Regions from separate parts of the Callithrix jacchus genome. Here region 1 is linked to region 2. The links are chromatin contacts, called in public Hi-C maps. All regions are on one chromosome and are shown on one strand. Each heading gives the region's core, a stretch centred on a gene start, on an enhancer-like site or on the middle of the called end of the contact. The rest is flanking DNA. Distances are from core to core; before and after follow the strand shown. Region 1 holds the start of PIRT (phosphoinositide interacting regulator of transient receptor potential channels). Region 2 has its middle 29 kb from the start of TMEM238L.

The links. Hi-C and Micro-C count contacts between places; a contact is called where the count stands out from the background.
Region 1: a contact with region 2 is called in a Hi-C map of induced pluripotent stem cells, with 2.4 times the contacts expected there. The contact joins the promoter of PIRT here to the enhancer-like site in region 2. A contact is called at or near these places in 3 of 3 Hi-C or Micro-C datasets (induced pluripotent stem cells and skeletal muscle).

The regions. Positions count from the first base shown.
Region 1 is chr5:77,293,318-77,296,800 of calJac240_pri, reverse strand. It overlaps PIRT (phosphoinositide interacting regulator of transient receptor potential channels), which reads left to right and starts at 1,268. Exons shown (of 3, transcript XM_078373041.1): 1 at 1,268-1,382.
Region 2 is chr5:77,222,735-77,226,311 of calJac240_pri, reverse strand. No RefSeq gene overlaps it. Among named protein-coding and RNA genes, the nearest start is that of TMEM238L, 29 kb to the left of the region's middle. Within about 2 kb of position 1,756, at least 3 of the 16 cell types and tissues checked have an H3K27ac peak or open chromatin away from gene starts, as enhancers often do.

The DNA of each region.
Region 1 (3,483 bases), core at 19-2,518, 71 kb before region 2:
TTTCATCATCAACCCTACTTCTACCACAATCACTACTACCTCTATCACCTCCATCACTTTTCTTGGCTTCTATATGTTCTTCAAGGCTCATCCTAACCATCAACCTTCATTTGTTTGTTTTATTTTGTTGTTGTTGTTGTTTTTTGAGACAGGGTTTCACACTCATTGTCCTGATTGGAGTTTAGTGGTGGGATCTCTGCTCACTGCAACCTTTGCCTCCTGGGTTCAAGTGATTGTACTGCCTCAACTTCCCAAGTAGCTAGGACTACAGGCATGTGCCACCATACCCAGCTAATTTTTGTATTTTTTGTAGAGTTGGGGTTTCACCATGTTGGCCAAGCTGGTTTCGAGCTTCTGAGCTCAACTGATCCATCCACCTTGACCTCCCTAAATGCTGAGACCAACCATTAACTTTTTGAGGAAGCCTCTCCCATCACCACCCTATGCCAATCTTCCTTTGTGTTTTCTTTCTTCCTTCCTTCCTTCCCTCCTTCCTTTCGCCCTTATTTATTTATTTATTTATTTATTTTTGACAAGGGCTTGCTCTGTCACCCAGGCTGGGCTATGGTGGTGCCATCTCGTCTCACTGCAGCCTCGACCTCCTGGGCTCAGACTATTCTCCCACCTCAGCCACACAAGTAGCTGGAACTACACATGTGCGCTACCATGTCTGGCTAACTTTTTTGGTTTTTGCTTGCTTGCTTGCTTGCTTGCTTGTAGGAAGGTTTCCCGTGTTGCCAAGCCTCTCCCTTGTATCCTTGATTGCACAGCACAGACATGGTTGTATTGAAGAGTTTGGATTTGAATTGCTGGTTTAGTTGCCTGCTTTTGCACATAAATCGAATAGTTCTCTTTATTCCCAATGCCTAGCTTAAAACAGTGTCCGGTATATAATAGATCTATGTAATAAATATTTGACGGTAAGATGCATACATGACTACATGAATCTTAAATTATTTAAAAGCTAGTAGTCTTAATTATTTGACATTTTGAAATTGCAATGAATATTGTTGATGATAAATGCTATTTAATTTATCCAATAGTATTTATCAGCAAAATGTGAAAATCGATTTTCTAATTTCCAGTTCACTGTGAATTACCAGGCCAGAGACAGATAGCGAAGGAATACTTCAAGTCGATTTGAGATAGCAGCACTGCTTCATCTTCACCACTAGGTGGCAGGCGCACCCCAAGAGGAGGCCACTTCCGCCCTCGGCCAAAGCCCCGCGCCTGGGCACCGCGTCCCACCCAACCCCAGCTACTTCCTGGGATTGACGCCCCCTCAGGAGGGGCAGGCGCCAGCAGATAACGACTTCCCTGGAAACCCGTCCCCGACACCAAGAAAGATGTTCCTTCTTCCCTCACTCCCACTCCGACTTCTGGTAAGCTCCACCAGTCCCTTCGTTCTTCATGTCCCCAGCTCCCCGTCCCCACCTCCCCAGATACAATTACCCTCGCCTTCTTAGCGCTCGCGACAACCCGCGCAGAGCGCAGCGGGCTGCTGTCTCCCACACCACTGCTCAGTTATATGCGCCGAGAAACAGGAGGAGGCTCCGCCCCAGGACACCTTGAGAATTGTCTGCTGTGTGGGGCTGCAGCAGACAGGAGGAAGAGAGACAGGAACAAGTTAAAACTTCAGAAGAGGCAAGAAGAGAAGGGGGCCGGAGGTTAAGGATAACGTCTTAGACGCTAGGTGGCCTCAAGACAGCTGCCGGAGCCCAGCCAGAGTCAGAGAGACAACCGTACTTGAGTGTCTCTAGAGGGCCAAGAGGACCAGACCAGCAGAGACGTAGGGTCACAGAATCCCATCTCCTTGGCCAAGGCCCCCGATGGGAAGGGAAAGGAGGCAAAGACAAACGCAGTGGGAGGGGCAGCAGGTGGAAGGTGGTGGCCCTTCCCCGGGCTGCCTAAGTTGGGTAATTGCTTTGCATGACTTTCCTGGGCTCTGGGTAACAAAAGGGGCTTCTTGCCCCCCTTGGAAGGAGCCTAGAGTCTTGTGGGCAAAGGGGGCCTCTCCTCCTCCACTGCCAACCCTACCCCCACCCCGGGGCTGGAGCCCCTCCCTCCCAGCCTGCCTCCCCCCTTACTTCCGCTGGCTTTGCATCTTGCTCTGCTCTTGGGCACAGTTTGGGAGGGGGCTGGGACTCCCTCTGAGCATAGTTTCCAATCGTTTACAAAAGTGGTGGTGTTTTCTTTCTGCTTGCTGTTTGTTTGGTTAGGATAATGAGCTACCTAATGGTTACTGGACTGTAATAAAAAGATAGCAAAGCAAACAGTGAAAGACAAGGATGTCAATTATATGCTCAATTATGTGCGCCGAGAAAGAGAAGGGACAGAACCCCCCTGGAGGCTGTCAGCATAGGCACCTCTTTGTCAGTTTTGTCACCCACAGCCAGTGCTGACAACCCACCCTGAACTCCTTTCCCTGGTTAGAACCTCACTCCCCCTCTGCACTGGCATTGGCAAGAGATACCCAGGGTCCTGGAGAAACTCCTGCTCAGGGCAGTCACCTCCTATTTACTCATTCTCCTGCCTTGGCATGAGCAGGAGGGAGAGTATAACTGGGTTCCAAGTTCAGTTGCTCCTGAGATCAGCAATAAAGAAAGTGACTTGGGCGGGGCGCGGTGGCTCATACCTGTAATCCCAGCACTTTAGGAGGCCAAGATGGGCGGATCACGAGGTCAGGAGTTCAAGACCAGCCTGGCCAACATGGTGAAACCCTGTCTCTCCTAAAAGTACAAAAAATTAGCTGGGCATGGTGGCGCGTGCCTGTAATCCCAGCTGCTTTGGAGGCTGAGGCAGCAGAATTGTTTGAACCCGGGAGGCAGAGGTTGCAGTGAGCCAAGATCACACCATTGCACTCCAGCCTGGGCGACAAGAGCAAAACTCCATCTCAAAAAAAAAGAAAAGAGAGAGAGAGAGAGAGAGAGAGAGAGGAAAGAAAGAAGAAAGAAAGAAAGAAAGAAAGAAAGAAAGAAAGAAAGAAAGAAAGAAAGAAAGAAAGAAAGAAAGAGAAAGAAAGAGAAGAAAAAGAAAGAAAGAAAGAGAGAGAGAGAGAAAGAAAGAAAAAGAAAGAAAGAAAGAAAGAAAGAAAGAAAGACTTTATTCCAAAGCTAGCTTGGGGGAAGAAGTACTGGCTTCCTGCCTTAAGGGTACTGCTTCTCTTTTGGAACAGAAAGCAGGGGTTTTTATAAGGGGATTTTGCATGAGTGACATACAGGGGAGGAAACAAGCAAGTGGGGGGAGGGTCTGCATAACCTTCAGTGCCTTATCCAATTTGCAGAAAATGCAGCCTCTGACCAAATGGTATGTGGGCCAAAGCCCTCTATACATTGCCAAGTACCTTATGAATATTCGCATGACTGTTTATTCATCATTGATGGGGCACCTCTCCTCTCCTGGGCCAAGGCGCTGTACTGGGGATCCAGGGCCACAGTGGAAATTGAGACACAGCCCTCGCAGAATGCAGACAAGTGATAAATG
Region 2 (3,577 bases), core at 507-3,006:
GAAAAATAAACTTGATGAGGTTTGTGCTGCTATTTTAAGTGATGAAGACTTGGCTTTGAACCCAGGCAATGTAGCTGCAGAACCCTAGGGTCTCCATTCTGTCACGTAGGATTGAGTGCAGCGACACTGTACACAGTGTACACTCTACAGTGACATCATTGCTTACTGTAATTTTGAATTCCTGGGCTCAAGCCATCCTCCCACCTCAGCCTCCTGAGTAGCTGGGATTGTAGGCACACACCACTGCCCCCAGCCAATTTTAAAACATTTTTTGTAGTGACTTGCTATGTTGTAGGGTATAAAAATGTAAACCATTTTTGTAGGGTCTTGCTATGTTGCCCAGACTGGTTTTAAACTCCTTCCTGGCCTTCAGTGATCGTCCTGCCTCTGCTGCCCAAAGCTCTGGGATTACAAGCATGGGCCACCTTGCCCACCCCAGAACCCAAACTCTTAATCATTGCAGCCTATGTATATATCCAATGTCCTCATTTTATGTAAATTATTGGATTTTTCAATCCCAAATTACATTAATTACTTGTTTCTGACTGAATTTTAGCCTTTTCTAAAGAGTAATCTATTCTCAGCGAAAAATTACCAACATAGAAGAAATTCAGAAGAATTTGCGGCAAGCTCTGGAAGTGCTCCCAAAGAAGTTTCACAACTGCTGGAGTAGTGGTAGCATTCCAGAACTGTGTGTTCTACCCAAGTACCCTGGATTGTATTATTGACTCTGGTATGTTTGTCAAAAATAATTCAGCCAGGCGCGGTGGCTCACACCTGTAATACCAGCATATTGGGAGGCCGAGGTGGGTGGATCACCTGAGGTCAGGAGTTCAAGACAGCCTGGCCAACATGGTGAAACCCTGTCTCTACTAAAAATACAAAAATTAGCTGAGTGTGGTGGCACGCTCCTGTAATTGCAACTACTTAGGAGGCTGAGGCAGGAGAATCGCTTGAACCTGGGAGGCAGAGGTTGCAGTGAGCCAAGGGCATGCCACTGCACTCTAGCTTGGGCGAAAGAGTGAGACTCCATCTCAAAGTAACAGTAATAATAATAATAATAATTCACCACATTCCTTCATAGTCATACTTCAAGATAAGCAGGCACATATATGGCAGGTGAAGGGTGGGTCTTCCAAGACCCTATACCCACTTCCTTCCCTGGAGTACTCAGTGAGATGTGAATCAAATTCCCAAATGCTCCTACCTGCCTCAGACATGCATGATGAACAACTCAACATCTAGTTAGCCCCAAAGTAAGAGTATTTCTTTCTTTCTTTTTTTTTTTTTTTTGAGACTGAATCTCACTATCGCCAAGCTGGAGTGCGGTGGTGCATTCTCGGCTCACTGCAACCTTCACTTCCTGGGTTCAAGCAATTCTCCTGCCTCAGCCTCCTGAGTAGCTGGGATTGCAGGCACCCGCCAGCACACCCATCTAATTTTTGTATTTTTAGTAGAGATGGGGTTTCACCATGTTGGCCAGGCTGGTCTCAAAGTCTGGACCTCAAGTGATCCACCCACCTTGGCCTCCCAAAGCACTGGAATTACAGGCATGAGCCACAATGCCCAGACAGTAAGAGTATTTCTGCCCAATGTCTTTGGTGCCCTCCAAGCACTAGAAGTCAGGGGATAAGCAAAACATTGCTCAGCTATCAGCACCTTCTCACTCCTCCAGGCTGAAGTTATGCCCACCCTGAGGCTTCACTCACTCCTCTCCCTTGTTTCCAGATGAAACACCTTTCAGATCCATGGAAACTCTACAGAGACCCTCACTCTGGGACTCAGGGGTGGCTAGGACCAGGCTGGACATGGCAATGGAAGCAAGCTGAGGGAATAGGGAGAGAGGGTGGGAGCCAGGAGACCTGGGACTCCAAAGAGAAAAGCATGAGTTCCCTGGGAAGTTGTTAAAACATAAGGATTCCTGCAACCCCACCTCAGGCATTGTGAGGTCCAAGCATCAGAATTATTAAAAGCTCTCCAAGGTGATTTTCCTAGGCAGTCAGAGTTAAGGAGCTTCCCTAGGTCAGGGGTCAGCAAAACTCTTCCATAAACAGCTGGATATGAAACATTTTAAGCCTTGCAGGCCACATACAGTCGCTGTCACTATTTCTATTTTTCCTTATCCTCTTCCTCATCCTCCTCTTCTTTCCTCTTCTCCTCCTCCTCCCCATCTTCCTTCTGTTTGTTCTCCTTTTCTCCTTCACCTTCTTCCTCTTTCACAAGCTTTTTAAAGTATTACAATCTGTTCTTATCTCATGGGTAGTACAAAAGCAGGCATAGTTTGCCAACCTCACCCTCAGTCAACAATTCTCTGGCATTAGTCTTTGGGCCAGAGATGAGCAGACTTGGTGGTGAGCAGGTAAACAGGCTCTCAAAAGCCCGGATTTGTAGCATTTGCTGATATCATGGTGTAAATACTCCCACTGTGCTCCATTTCAAACTACCAATGCGTTGTCACTGGACACAGAGTTGGGAGAAGATACTCAGAAACAGCTCTTACCAGCCAGTGCCAGCTGCCTCCAGTATGTCACTGTATTGGAATTACCTGGGAAGCTGGTTAACAAAACACCCCTGGAAATTCTGGTGCTGCCGCGTATGGGAAACACTGTCCTCAGTTGCATGAGGAAACAATAAATTGATGTAATCATTCAACAAACGTTTCTACAAGGCACAGTGCTAAACTTTGGGGATCCAAAGGAGTATAACACACGTCAACCTCAAGGAGGCCATAGTCTAAAGGAGGAGACTTTACAAACAAACAGGCATTTATAGGATAAAAAGAGACGGTGATAAATGAGCTCAGGCACTATGGCAGCCAGAAGTAGCAGCAGTTGCCTTGGGATTGTGGTCAGGGAAAGATTTGTTTAGGAAAATGATCCATGACACAGAAATAAGAAAAAAAAAATGATTGTGTGATCTATCATCCATGCTAGAGCATTTTCTTTTTCTTTTTTTTTTTTTTTTTTTTGAGATGGAGTTTCATTCTTGTTGCTCAGGTTGGAGTGCAATGGTGCTATCTTGGCTCACTGCAGGCTCCACCTCCCAGGTTCAAGCGATTCCCCTGTAGCTGGAATTAAAGGCACCCACCACCATGCCTGGCTAATTTTCATATTTTTAGTAGAGATGGAGTTTCACCATGTTGGTCAGGCTGGTCTGAAACTCCTGACCTCAGGTGATTCACCCACCTCTGCCTCCCAAAGCAGTGGGGTTACAGGTGTGAGCCACCACACCGGTTTCACCATGTTGGCCAGGCTGGTCTTGAACTCCTCACCTCAGGTGATCTGCCCACCTTGGACTCCAAAGTTCTGGGATTACAGGCATGATCCACCATGCCCAGCAAGCATTTTCTGAAAATCTCACCTGAGGGTCATCTGACTATCTTTTAGGCAATGTACCTTTATTTGATACATTCTTGGTAAGGGCCTAGACATAAAATAAAAAGTTAACTTGCATAAAATTGATAAAGCATTTTTTTTTTCCTGTCCAAGAAAGAAGTGTAAAGATAAAAACTGACACTGAGATTTTCTCATTGCAGTATATCATTGCATTCTTTATCTACTACAGCTAGAAAAAAAAA